Regions from separate parts of the Mus musculus genome. Here region 2 is linked to region 1. Evidence: chromatin contacts called from public promoter capture Hi-C data. All regions are on one chromosome and are shown on one strand. The core of a region is the stretch at or near the end of the contact, and the rest is flanking DNA. Distances in the headings are between cores, read along the strand shown.

Evidence for each region. Capture Hi-C pulls out chosen DNA fragments and counts their contacts.
Region 2: a promoter capture Hi-C map of adipose tissue shows a contact between it and region 1. The contact joins two enhancer-like sites. A contact is called at or near these places in 1 of 39 promoter capture datasets (pre-B cells), 9 of 484 Hi-C or Micro-C datasets (the Ba/F3 cell line, the C2C12 cell line, bone marrow-derived macrophages and 4 more), 2 of 115 datasets of contacts at active chromatin or transcription factors (bone marrow-derived dendritic cells and embryonic stem cells) and 2 of 9 other capture datasets (adipose tissue and embryonic stem cells).

The regions. Positions count from the first base shown.
Region 1 is chr6:122,504,957-122,511,705 of GRCm38.p6, forward strand. No RefSeq gene overlaps it. Among named protein-coding and RNA genes, the nearest start is that of Mfap5, 5.3 kb to the right of the region's middle. Within about 2 kb of position 3,700, at least 22 of the 459 cell types and tissues checked have an H3K27ac peak or open chromatin away from gene starts, as enhancers often do. A contact at or near this core is called in adipose tissue, where this site is marked.
Region 2 is chr6:122,791,840-122,798,588 of GRCm38.p6, forward strand. It overlaps a transcript of Slc2a3 not described here and the pseudogene Gm4482. Among named protein-coding and RNA genes, the nearest start is that of Foxj2, 25 kb to the right of the region's middle. Within about 2 kb of position 3,557, at least 60 of the 459 cell types and tissues checked have an H3K27ac peak or open chromatin away from gene starts, as enhancers often do. A contact at or near this core is called in adipose tissue, where this site is marked.

The sequences.
Region 1 (6,749 bases), core at 2,450-4,949:
TAATGGAGATTCGAGATAAGGGAAAGAATTTAATGAAAAGGAGGAGGTTTTATAAATAAACAAAGTTAGCTGGGTAGAAACACAGAGGGGACCAGAAATGGTTTTGGGGGATGGGACAGCCTAGGCTAAGCTTTGATGGACAAAAAAAATCTGTAACCCAGGTTTTCTGAGGACATATGTGTGCTGGCACCTAATTCTAACCTTACATTGGACTCTTACTTCATGGCTGGACACACACCACTCCCCCTCCTTCCCCTCTACCCCGCCTCGTATAATTTGTCTGTCTTTCCCTGCCTTTTAAGGGAATTTTTTTGTGTGTATTTAGCCCCTGGATTTAATTTCACTGGATCGGACTGTAGTAATGTTTCTGTACATTTGCCCAGTGACCCTCTGCTAATGGGTGTATTCTTTATAGGCCAATAAACAAAGGAATAAAGCCAGCTTTCGGGCCAACTCCCATCTCTGCCTCCTTTTTCTCTCTTTGCGTTTCACCCATCCTCAGTGGTACTCTCTTTAAATGAAACATTTCCTGAGTGACTCAAATAGACGTTGCCTCTATTAAGCCATAGTTACATTGGCCAGTCCATCCAATGGAGGGTTCGTTTTACTGGAAAATGTTCTTTCCCAGACAGAGAGCCAGCCAGTGTGGGATGGAAGGATGATCTGATGTCCAAAGATTTCTTCCCCAGGGCCAGAGAGAACCTCAGAGCAGTCTAGGCTTACATGGGGTGTGGTGGCATGTGACAGTAATTCTAGCACTTGGAAAGCTGAGGCAGGAGGGTCCTGAGTGCCAGGCTAACCTGGGCTCAGCAATAAAATTAGTCTCAAAAGAGACAACAACAACAAAAAGCTTATTCCTGTTGTAACCTCACACCAGCAATCTGTTCAGATTTCCAGGTGCAAGAAGACGATGGTTGCCCCAGAGAAGCAGCCTCGTCAAGGTGAACCAGGCTTCTAAGTCACCAAGCAAGACTGCAGTACAGGTTACTGGAGTTGATTCTGTTTCTGGGCAGGGAGGGTTTCCGGTGGGTCTGTGTGTGAGGATTACCCATCACACACATGTATGAGGTCCAGATGCACAGGTACACATCTGGGATGAGATGCACATCTCCAAACCCTGGTAGTTTATTACCAGAAACCTGTGGTTTAATCGTCTAAGAAGGAAATCAAAGATAGCTCCCCTGCTTCCCACTCCCAGAAACCCCGAACGCTTAGGAAATCCTAGTGCCCCCTTCTGCTCACTACCATAAATGCTACTGGGAAGCCTACGACCAGATGCAGAGTCACGTCTCTAATATAATGGGGATTTCTCTGTTGTAGCCCAGACTAACTTTAAATTCATTGTGATTCTTCTGGCTCACCATGGCTTCCAGTTGGCTATATCTCGTTAGGAATATGGAATTTTAAGATGACAAAGAGACATGCCACAGTGAGATGACTCAGTGGGTAGGAGCCACATGATCTGATATCGATCCCTGGAATAGACTAGAAGGAGACACACTCTGTGTCACAGCATACTTGCACTCACACACACATGATGCACAGTCACACACATGATGCTCACTTGGGACACACACACTCCCTAGATACCATTCACTCATTGCTGGTCATTGCTGCTAATTCTGACTTTAGATAACCAAGGGATGGGGATTTAGCTCACTGGTAGATTCCGTGCCTAACGAGGATTCAGTCCTGAGCTCTGAAAAAGGAGAGGCAAAATTATCCTTAAAAAAGGGGTGGGGGGGCTGGAGAGATGGCTCAGTGGTTAAGAGCACTGACTGCTCCTCCGAAGGTCCTGAGTTCAAATTCCAGCAACCTCATGGTGGCTCACAACCATCTGTAATGAGATCTGACGCCCTCTTATGGAGTGTTTGAAGACAGCTACAGTGTACTCATATATAATAAATAGATAAAATTTTTAAAAGTTTCTGAAGGGGCCCGAGAAATGATTCAGTGGTTAACTAAGGTCCTGGATTCAATTCCCAGCACCCACACGGTGGCTCACAACCGTCTGTAACCCCAGTTCAACAGACTATGAAACCCTTTTCTGGCCTTGCCAGGTACTAGGTACACACCAGGTACACAGGCTAACACACAAACAAAACACCCATACATGCAAATTTTTTAAAAAGTAACAACAAAAAACATTGAAATAAACAAACAAAAAACTCATAGCAACTGACTTGAAGTAACCAAACGACACATTGGTAGTATAATAAAACAACGAACTTGACGCTCCCAAACCTGGAGATAAAACCTTGGGCCTTGAAAACAAATGAAAAAGAGGGGTAACCAGGAAGAAAGAAGAAAGGGGGTTACCAGAAAGTAATGAAACTAGCTTAAAACTGGATTTTTGTATTTTTAGTAATTTTGTTTTTTTTTTTTTTTTGGTTTTTTTTTTTTTAACTGAGACAGAGTTCTGTTATGGAGTACAGGCATAAACTGGATATTTGTTTGGATATTTGTTTGTTTTGTTGTTAAGATAGGGTCACACTATATATAATGCTGATTAGCCTTGCCTGGGACTCCCTAAACATGTAGACCACCCACAATGTCCCCAAACCCTCCAAAATCCACCTGCATCACTTCATCAGTGCTGGGATCAAAGGCTCAAGACAAAATGGACTAAAAAATGCCTTAGAGTCAGGCAGTGGTGGCCCATGCCTTCAGTCTCAGCACTTGGGAGGCAGAGGCAGGCGGATTTCTGAGTTCAAGGACAGTCTGGTCTACAGAGTGAGTTCCAGGACAGCCAGGGCTACACAGAGAAATCCTGTCTCAAAAAAACAAAAAACAAAAAACAAAAAACAGACAAACAAACAACCCTTAGAATTGGGTATGGTGGCCCAGGACCTAGAACTCTGCAGGCAGAGGCAGGTGGACCTTGGTGGGCTTGAGGCCAACATGGACTTCAATATGGTCCCAGGACACCCAGGTCAACATAATGATGAGAGACCATGACTCAAAAAAAGGTTTTTTTAAAGATTTGTTTCTTTATTTATTATATGTGTGTACACTGTAGCTGTCTTCAGATACTCCAGAAGAGGGCGTCAGATCTCATTACGGATGGTTGTTGTAAGCCACCATGTGGTTGCTGGGATTTAAACTCAGGACCTTTGGAAGAGCAGTTGGTGCTCTTACCCACTGAGCCATCTCACCAGCCCCAAAAATTGGTTTTTTTAATGTGTGTGTGTGTGTGTGTGTGTGTGTGTGTGTGTGTAGGTGTGTGTGTGTAGGTGTGTGTGTGTGTGTGTGTAGGTGTGTTCGAGTGCATGTATATACAGGAGCACAGAAGTGTGTGCATATATGGGAGAGAACAACTTTCAGGAGTTGTTCGTGTGCTTTCAGGATCTGGGTCCTAGGATCTACCTGAGGTCTTCAGACATGGCAGCACATGCCCTTCGTGCCTTATCCTCTCACCAGCCCACAAACTAGATCCCCAGATGTCTATTCAGCCAAACAGCATATGGTGCTTTCAGATCTTCTTTCTCCCTTGCCCACCTCTCCTATCTCCTAAGGTGCTCACTCCTCTTTGGGAGCCCTCTCTCACAGCCTTGTTCTGAACATTTTGTTCTTGTTTTCACTGCCCCCGCCTCAGACTTCCTTCAGGGACCTGGGGACGGCACCCCCTCCTACAGTCTGGGGAGGCTCTCCTCAACTGTTGCCTCTGGGTAGGCCAGCATACTGAGGTCATCGCCGGCTCCGCCAGATGATTGGCTTGGGTTCAGTTTTCTCATCTGTCTGAGGGGAAACAGGATTGTTCACTGGGCTCTGCGCAACGCCTTAGATCTGTTTTGCATCTACTCCCATTTCTTCCTCATCCACACCTCTTCCTTCCTGACTTTCCCCAGACCAGAATCACTTCTGTTGTCCAGCCTCTGCCATGTATGGAGTAGCGAAAAGGAACTCCAGACAGGGCCACCAGCAAGAACTGGGTCTAATAGGCAGGTTTGCTGGAGGCACTAAATCTGGGTGGTTTCTTAACTCTCTAGGGAGTATGAGGGGGCTTATGGAGTGTGTCAGCATTTTCTCCTGATTATTTTGGTTGTTTCCCTTCCTCCCTACTAGGCTGACCCACCCATCTCCTCCCCTCCCTTTCACATTTATTCCTTCTTCCCTCCTAGGCTGTCTCTGCACTCCCCTCTCACTAGCTCATCAAAGAAGTCATAATGTGCACACAGAGGACTGTCAGTGACATTATAGCAGGGTTACTACTTCTGTAATGGCACACCATGACCAAAAAGCAAGTTGGGGAGAAAAGTGTTTATTTGGCTAGGATTTCCAGATCATAATCCATCATTGGAGGAAGTCAGGACAGGAATTCAATCGGGGCTGGAACCTGGAGGTATGAGCTGATACAGAGGCCATGGAGGGGTGCTGCTTACTGGCTTGCTTCCCATGGCTTGCTCAGCCAGCTTTCTTATAGAATCCAGGGCCACCAACCCAGGGGTGGCATCACCCACAATAGGCTGGACTTGTTGCGGGCCAACCAGCAGCTCGAGAGGAATGGTTCAACTGAGATGGCAGCTCGGGCTGAAAGAGAGGAACTAAACAGACAGAAGAAAGAACGGAGCCAAGTCAAAACCAACTCTGATCAAAGCTCAATTTTACTATATCAACACGCAGTTATGAAGGAGGGGAAGGGGGGAGCCGATTCCTGCCAAATAGTCCTGGGGACCAGTAGCAGGGTGACCACGTGTATGGCTCCGAACAGCAAAGCAGCAGGTTCTAGCAGTGGGTGTGGCAGAACAATTGAGCAGCAAGCTCCATCCAGGTGTAAACAGTGGAACCATTAAGGCTGGCGGGAGGGGAGACTACATGGACTCTCCCCCATCAATCACACTAATTGAGAAAGTGCCCTTCAGCTAGATCTCATGAAAGCATTTCTTCAACTGAGGCTCCTTTCTCTTTAATGACTCTTGATTGTTTCAAGTTGACACACAAAACCTGCCAGTATGTCAAGTTTATCCATAATTGGTGTGCTTAAGAACTTTCTTGATGACAGGAGTGTTTTAGACAAGGTTTCTATTGCCCCGATGAAACACAGTAGCCAAAGGCAACTGGGAGAAGAAACGGTTTATTCCAGGCTACACTTCAGATAATAAAAAGTTCATCACTGAAGGAGACAGGGCAGCTACTCAGGCAAGGCCGGAACGTCAAGACAAGAGCTGATGCAGAAGCCATAGAGGAGTGCTGCTTACTGGCTTACTCAATCTGCTTTCTTATAGCACCCAGGATCACCAGCCCAGCGGTGGCACTATCTTCAATAGGCTGGACCCTTCCACTAAGAAAACGCACTACATAGACTTGCCTAGTGGTGGATCTTACAGGGGTATTTTCTCAGTTGAGAGTCCCCTTTCCCAAATGACTCACTCATTCATATATTAAGCTGACATAAAACTGGCCAGCAGAAAAGGCAAATAAAAGTCCATTCAAATGACCAGATCAGACAGAATGATGTCTGCCTATTACATGATCTGAGGGGGTGGTGGTGGTGGGAATAGACAGAAATAAGTCAAGACAAGTGAGTAACCTTGCTTCTCAGTTTTGGAAGGCTTCCTGTGACACTTTGTCATTGATATTCCAAAACCCAAGATTCATAACACCAGTATAAACAAAACCAGAGGCAGATTTCTGTGAGTTCGAGGTCAGCCTAGTCTACGTATGGAGTTTCAGGCTAGCAGAGTTACTATAGTGAGACCCTGTCTCAAAACAAACAACAATATCAAAAAACCACAAAACCAAAGATAAGATTAGCTGCCACCTTCTCTAGTGGAGCTCCTCCATATTTGAAAAGGGTTTGGAAACTTGTAAATGCCTCAACTTTTTATAAGCCAAAGCACTCAGCCTTTCTCTTGGGCAGATCTCAAGTGATAGTTTTTCACTCTTGGATGTGAGACTAAGTTGTTATTTCAATGGGAAAAATCAAGAAAGTAACAAAGACTAGACCTTGGTGTTGGGTAGGGTGGAACACTCCTTTATCCCAGCATTCGGGAAAGCCCAGGCAGGAGTTCCTGGCCAGTCAGGGCTACATAGTGACAACATACCCTTTCTGTTTGTTTTTCGAGACAGTGTTTCTCTGTGTAGCCCTGGCTGTCCTGGAACCCACTTAGACAACGCTGTCCTCAAACTCACAGAGATCTGCCTGTTTTGCCTCCTTAGTGCTGAGATTAATGCATGTACCATTAGAGTCAACCGGCTTGACACCCTATCTTAAAAACAAACAAACAAAGAAACAAAAAACTGGATGGTGGTGGCGAATGATTTTAATCTCAGAACTTTGGAGGAAAAGGCAGGTAGATCTCTGAGTTCAAGGCCAGCCTGGTCTAGAGTGAGTTCTATACTTTAATGTGACAATGACTTTAATCTTGCAAGCACTGAGCAAATCTAGGGCAAAACTCACAGAAGTCAGTGCAAACAACTAAAATCAGAAGATCTCCAAACGGATTCTTCCCTGAAGTGACTGATAAGTATAAAAATGACATTAAACAAACAACAAACAAACAAAGAAACCCATGTTTATATTAAAGGTTTCCCAACTGGTGACGCTCTTTATGACATAAAAGAACAGCTAGACGATAAGGATCAAATATCAAATATTCCGATGAGAGAAACTTTGTACAGAGCATATAACAGACCAATATTTACTGTGCTATCATTGGGGTGCACACCTTTAGTCTCAGCACTTGAGAAGCAGAGACAAGAGGATCTCTGGGAGTTCAAAAACAGTTTGGTCTACCTAGAGAGTTCCA
Region 2 (6,749 bases), core at 2,307-4,806, 290 kb after region 1:
CTTTAGGCAGCCATGGTCACCTGCCTCTGCACTGAAGTGCTCCCTGGCTGGAGAGAGCCTGCCTGGCATGCTAGCCATGAACTGTACCCAAGTGACTTGTACACAGGCAGCCCCCTGGTTCAAGGCTGCCTGCAGAATTGGGAGACAATGTTTCAGCCACAAGAGACCTGATGGCCCACTCCCATCTACCCAAGATCCAGGCCCCCAGATAGAGTCATGTGGGTAGTCCTTAGGGTCCCTGCCTCAGGCTCCTTAAACTGGACCATAGCCCAGTAGTAGGTTGTAAAACTAGGTTCAGAGCTCACAAACAGCCTGCCACAAAACAAACAAGGGATCTAACATCTCTGCAAACTTTACTTCTGCAACATGGACACAAGCCACACCATACGGGGAAGCACTTCCCTTGGGCTCACTGTCAACACCAGACCAGCCAGTGCCCGGGCTGTTTCCTGTTGCACCATGATTTGTGTCCCGCATCCCCTGGGGAAGCTGGTACCATGGGCTTACTATGCTGTTTGGGACAGTGACCCAGAGACCTGTGGCCTCTTCCAATGAGAGGAATGGGAGGACCCCAGAATGCTCTGTCAGCATGAGTCTGCTCTCCGTGCAAGGAAGGCTTTGGTCCTGATGCCACCCTAGGTCCCACTCACTGAGAGGGATCCCTGACTGTGCTTTTAGGAGCCAGTGGTCATCCCCAGGCCCTTAATCCTGGGTCTGTGGGGAACCTACATATGCTGGTCCTCAATGGGGTCTGCTGCTAGACTCCAGGTGTGAGCGCTTGCCAGTGGCCAACACCCCAGGGTGATCTCCTGGCTCGGGGAAGGTCCTCTTGTGGTTGCGCCCGTTGGGCCCGCCTCGGTGCTGCTTGCACAGGTCCCCGTTGAGGATGTCCTGGATGTGTTGCACGATCAGGTTGATGGCCACCATATTATCAACTCCTCGAGGGATGATCACGTCAGCGTACTTCTTAGTCGGCAGGCAGAACTCCTCAAAGGCTGGTTTCACAAAGGCGGTATACTGAGTCAGGATCTGTTCCAGGTCCCTTCCTCGTTGCACATCCCGGAGAACTCTTCGAGACAGCCTAACATCAGAGTCTGTGTCCACAAAGAGGCGCAGGTGGAACATGTCCCGGATCTCCCGGGTGTAGAATACCAAGATGCCCTCGAACAGAACCACATCAGCTGGGTAGACCACAGTGGTCTCTGGTAACCTTGAGTGGGTCACAAAATCATAGGTAGGGACCTCGACAGTTTTGCCTTCAACAATGTTTTTCAGGGTCTTGTGCATCAGATCATTATCAAAAGCATCTGGGTGGTCAAAATTGTACTGTCCCTTCAAAGCCTTGGCCTTCTGCTCGGCCGTCAGAACCTTGTAGAAGCAATCCTGGCTCAGGATGACCAACTTGCGCTGCCGGCGGTCCACTTCGTTCTGTCCCAGCAGCTCCATGATCTTCTCACACACTGTTGACTTGCCACTAGCGGTGCCGCCCCCCCCCCCCCCCCCCCCCCCGCCGAAGCCATATCCGGAGCAACGGACATACATTCACCGACTCTGCCCGCTCCCGCCGGGACATAGTCCCTCCCTTTTCTCTTGATTCATCTTGAACTCTTGAGTTTTTGCCCTTTATGCTAGGATGATATTGGACATGATTTCAACTAGTATTGGGCATTGTTAAAATGGTCTTGTCAAAAGTAAAACCAGGGCAAGTGAGATAACCGTGTCACCAGCATTAGCTACTCTGTGGGTTCTTCTTTCTTTCACCCTTCTCCACCCTTTCAACCCCTAACTTTAGATAGAAGAGAAAAAAAAAAAGGAGAGAAAGGAAAGGGGGTGACTTTATTATTAGATTATTTCCTGCTGATTAGGACTGTTGAGTTTCTTGGGGCAAGTTTGATCTTCACTGTCAGGATATCTAATTTTTTTATTGTTTCCTCTTTGTGCACCACTATGTAATAAACCTCAATCAACAACAACAAACAGCAACTAACCACCAATCAATAACCCACCCTAACTACCAACTCAACAACCAACTCCCCACTGTCTTTGGGTCCTAGCATCTATATACCTTCTGAAAAGTCCCGAGAATTCCAAATGTCACATAACTGAAGAAAGTGTTTGCCTCTGGCAAAATCACACCCCTGCTAGAGGACTGGGCAAATCACATTCAGCCGCTGTGAACAACCTGAAGCAGCCCCATGTCCCATACCTGGGATCAAAGTGAATACATACTCATAATATTTCTCTCCCTTCCTTCCTTCCTTCCTTCCTTCCTTCCTTCCTTCCTTCCTTCCTTCCTTCCTTCCTCCTCCCTCCCTCCCTCCATCCCTCCCTTCTTTTCTTTTTTAAAAAAAATGTATTTATTTACAAATACAGTGTTCTCCCTGCATGTATACTGGTGTACCAGAAGAGGGCACTAGATCTCATTACAGATGGTTGTGAGCCACCATGTGTTCGCTGGGAATTGAACTCAGGACCTCTGGAAGAGTCGTACTCTTAACCTCTGCACCATCTCTCCAGCCCCTATTTCTGTGTTTTTCAAAGACACCAAAATTCCTAAATACTCACTACAGCTCATCTGATAAAGATGCCTGTTACTAAACCTGTTTTTAATTACTAGCAATATCACCAATAAAACTTAATTTTTACCAAATTTTAGAGGACTTTTTTTGTTTACATCTATATTGCTATAAACTTAATAGATATGTACTTCCTTTAGAATAAAACAAGAATTAGGGGCTGGAGAGATGGCTCAGCTGTTAAGAGCACTGACCGCTCTTCCAGAGGTCCTGAGTTCAATTTCCAGCAACCACATGGTGGCTCACAAACATCTGTAATGGGGAGCAGGTGTCCTCTTCTGGTGTGTCTGAAGACACAAACATCTGTATTGGGGAGCTGGTGTCCTCCTCTGGTGTGTCTGAAGACAGTGACAGTGTACTCACATACATGAAATCAATCAATCAATCTTAAAAAAAGAAGAGGCTGAAAAACAAAAACAAAACCCCCCCAAGAATTGGGAGGACACGGTGGCACATACTAGTCATCTCAACATTGTGGACTGAGGCAGGAAGATAGAAATTTGAGGCCAACCTGAGCTATATAATATCCTGTCATAAACAAACATAAATGATGTATGATACCCTTATATAATAAGGGTGGTATAGTCAAGAAGCCTACAAATAAGAAAGCGTAGCATATGCTTTCTTTATCTTTCTGAGACCAGGTAGCATAAGCTAGCCTTGGACTTGCTTGTTACCCATGGTAACCTACAATTTTTGAAATGGAAAACAGAGTAACCCCTTGTCTCAAATAGTAAGGCTCAGCTATTCAATAAACAGGGTGAGGTTGAGCCATGCCCATGATCTGCAGTAGGGAGAGCTGGGTGGGGAGTTGGGGTGGGCAGGGTCCAGAGCAGCCATGCTTTTGGTTGGTGAAGAAAACAAACACGTTAAAAAGGGAACTCATTCGGAAAGTTCATGGCACTGCCTTCCTGGCCTGTCTGCCCTAGTACAGCTAGTGGTCATTGAACACCCACTCTTTTCTGTGGCACTGCCTGACCAGTAAACAAAGCACTCCTCCCCCTGGCACCAATGCCAACTTGCTGTAGAACCCAGACTTAATCATCACCCTGTGCCCTGCCAGCTCTTCTGGATCTCACTGGCACAGACAAACCCGGTTTCTCTCGCCAGGGGAATTGATGTACTGTTTGTATCATAAATTCCAGGCACTGATTTTTCCTCCAGCCCTTGGCTTCTCAGTTTCTGTGACTAGATTTAGTTTCTGCCTCTCAAATCCTGTAAGTGAGCCCTGTCTGATCATCCAGGAGCACTCGCTGTAGGGTAAATTCCCCTGGCTCTGTGCAGCGCAGCTGTTTCTTCCAGCTTGAGGCATTCCTTTCTGGAAGGAGAGAGGGGGCTGCAAGCTTGCCAAGAGGAGGCCAAGGAAGCTCCCTGAGGTAGGTTAAGCAACTGCTGGCAGGGGTTGGGGTGAGGGTAGAGGGTGGTGAGCTGAGTGAGGGACCTGCCTGCAAGTTGTGGAGGGAACTCCAACGATGAATCTCACCCACCCCTATGAGCTTCTTTTGATGACGAAGCTGCTGCCTTTGAGTCACCCGTAGGCAGATAAGTCATTCCCTATCCATATTCTGGTTAAGTTACAGTTGGATCAGATTGAATCAATTCTTTGGTCTGTCATCAGTACCCTACCTGGGGTGAATAAATAGGTGTCCATGTCTACCTAAGAAAAGTCATACAATATATTTAATAGAGGCATAGTAGGAAAAAAAAGATCACTTATCTCACTTCTGTAGTTTATGTACTTATGTGACTGAGATTGGCCCCTATGCAAGGACAACATGCAAATGTGTGAAGAACCAAAATATGATATAAAAAATGATATAAAAATAAAAGGGAGACTTGGAGGGACAGAGAAAGACAAAGGATAAGGGGAGGAGGGAATATTACCAAATGATTTAAGAACAGTACATACACCTATGGAAATACATATATTACAAATAGTATATGCTAGCAATGATACAAAAAGAATGGCTGACTGATTTTCTCAGTTTGAAAAGCACGCCAAAGGAGACAATGTTTCTCTAAGGCCAACCATTAAAGTCAAAACAAGATACAAGGGGAAAAAAATGCTCAGTAGAGTGCCACAAGGCTTCAATGCCAGCACTCAGGAGGCAGAGGCATGGGGATCTCTGCGAGTTTGAGGCCAGCCTGGTTTACAGAGTGAACTCCAGGACAGCCAGGGCTAAGGAGAAAACCCTGTCTACAAACAAACAAACAAACAAACATACCAGCAAATTCCCAGAGAACAGCTTTATGCAAAGTCCTTCCCAGAAATAACCATGTGTTCCCTGCCTTTAGGTAACATGCACCAACCATCAGAGGGTGTCTGCCCTCCCCTAACCCATTCCAAAAGGCTGAGCCTCACGTATTACCTTCCGTGGACATTTTATCACGGTGCTTTGCAAGTAACATGCCTAAGTTGCACACCAGAGAGGCTCCTGAAAGAATGGTGGTGGTTGTACGCATTCATAATTCATAGATTCTCCACTGCTTTTCATATCTATGGCACCATGGTTCTGTTCAAGATTTCCTCATAAACACAGTGTGCAACCCTTAACAAGAGTTACAGATGCTGTTACAGTGCTGAGCTCGAGTATTTTATCATTCTTGTTACTTTGAATAACGCACACTGAAACTACGAAGTGGGCCAGCAAAGTGGCTCAGAAGGTAGAGGGACCTGCCACTACACCAGATGACTCCTCCTCCAGCCTCTGCCCAGGCACCTTGGTACCCAAACATGGGTGTGTACACACACGAACACACACAATAATGTAATTTTTAAAAGTAAAAACACTGTGAATGGCAAATGTAATGGTGGGGTGATTGCCCAGTATTAAGAAGCCCTGTGTTCAGCTGCTAGCACTCCTTCCTATAAGCAGGCCTAGTGGCCTAGGCCTGGATGTGGAGGCTGGAGGACCAGAAAAAGTTCAAGGTCAATCTTGACTGCATAGAAACTTTGGGGCGTATCTTGGACACCCAAGACTCTGCCTTAGATAGACAGACAGACAGACAGACAGAAAGAAAGAAAGAAAGAAAGAAAGAAAGAAAGAAAGGAAGGAAGGAAGGAAGAAAGGCTGGAGATGCTGGCATACACCGTTAATCCCAGCATCTGAGAGGCAGAGGCAGTTGTGGGTTGGAGGCCAGCCTGGTCTATATAGGGAAGTTCTAGGCTAGCCATGGCTACATAGAGAGACCTTGACCCCCAAAATCTCAAAAAAAATGTGGGAACATGTTAAGCCTGTTGACTGAAGCAGTGATGGGCTCTCCTGTCATCATTTATATGTTTTTAATTATCAAGACAAAAGGCGTTCACGAAGGTGGTAAATATGGAGATTATCAACAGTAGCACAACAATTTGATACCAGTCTGACATTAATCTTAATACTCACATTATGTTTGCTGCTCTCCATCTCTCTATTGTAGCAAGACTTGATCCTTCTTCAAATTTCTCTTCAAGGCACAGCTTCCTGTAAATTGCAATTGGTCATTAGTTATTTAGTTATTCATTCTATCTAATTAAGTTTCCTGAAAGAAGAGCTCGTGAGTTATCTCCTAGACAAATGGGCACTGTGACACCGGAGGTGAGTTTTCATACATTCTAATGATACATTAGAATAACTTGGGCTGGAGAGATGGCTCTGTGGGTAAGAACACTGCCTGTTCTTCCAGAGGTTCAATTCCCAGCAACTACATGGTGGCTCACAACCATCTGTAATGGGATCTGGCGCCCTCTTCTGGTGTGTCTGAAGACAGCTACAGTGTACTCATACATAAAATAAATAAATCTTAAAAAAAAAAAAAATTTCTGGGAACCTTGTTCAATCGCCAGAGATTGTGGAGGGGCTAACAAGTGAAGGGTACTGGATGAAGGAAAGAAAAAGATGGTTAAATATGCTAAAAAAAACAAACAAACAAAAAAAACAAAACAAAAAAAACCTCTAGATTTTGAGCCATTACATGTCACCAACTGGCAGTTTCTCCATCTGCAAAATGGACAGGAAGTGAGCTAGGTGACCTTGCTGGCACCAATTCTGCCATTTTCTTCTTTTTTTTATGGTTTATGTTACTTTTTATGTAGATTAGAGTCTTGCCTTTATGTATGCATGTTTACGGTATAGATGCTCAGTGCCCAGGGAGGTCACAAGAAAGTGCAAAGGTGTCAGATCCAGAACCGGA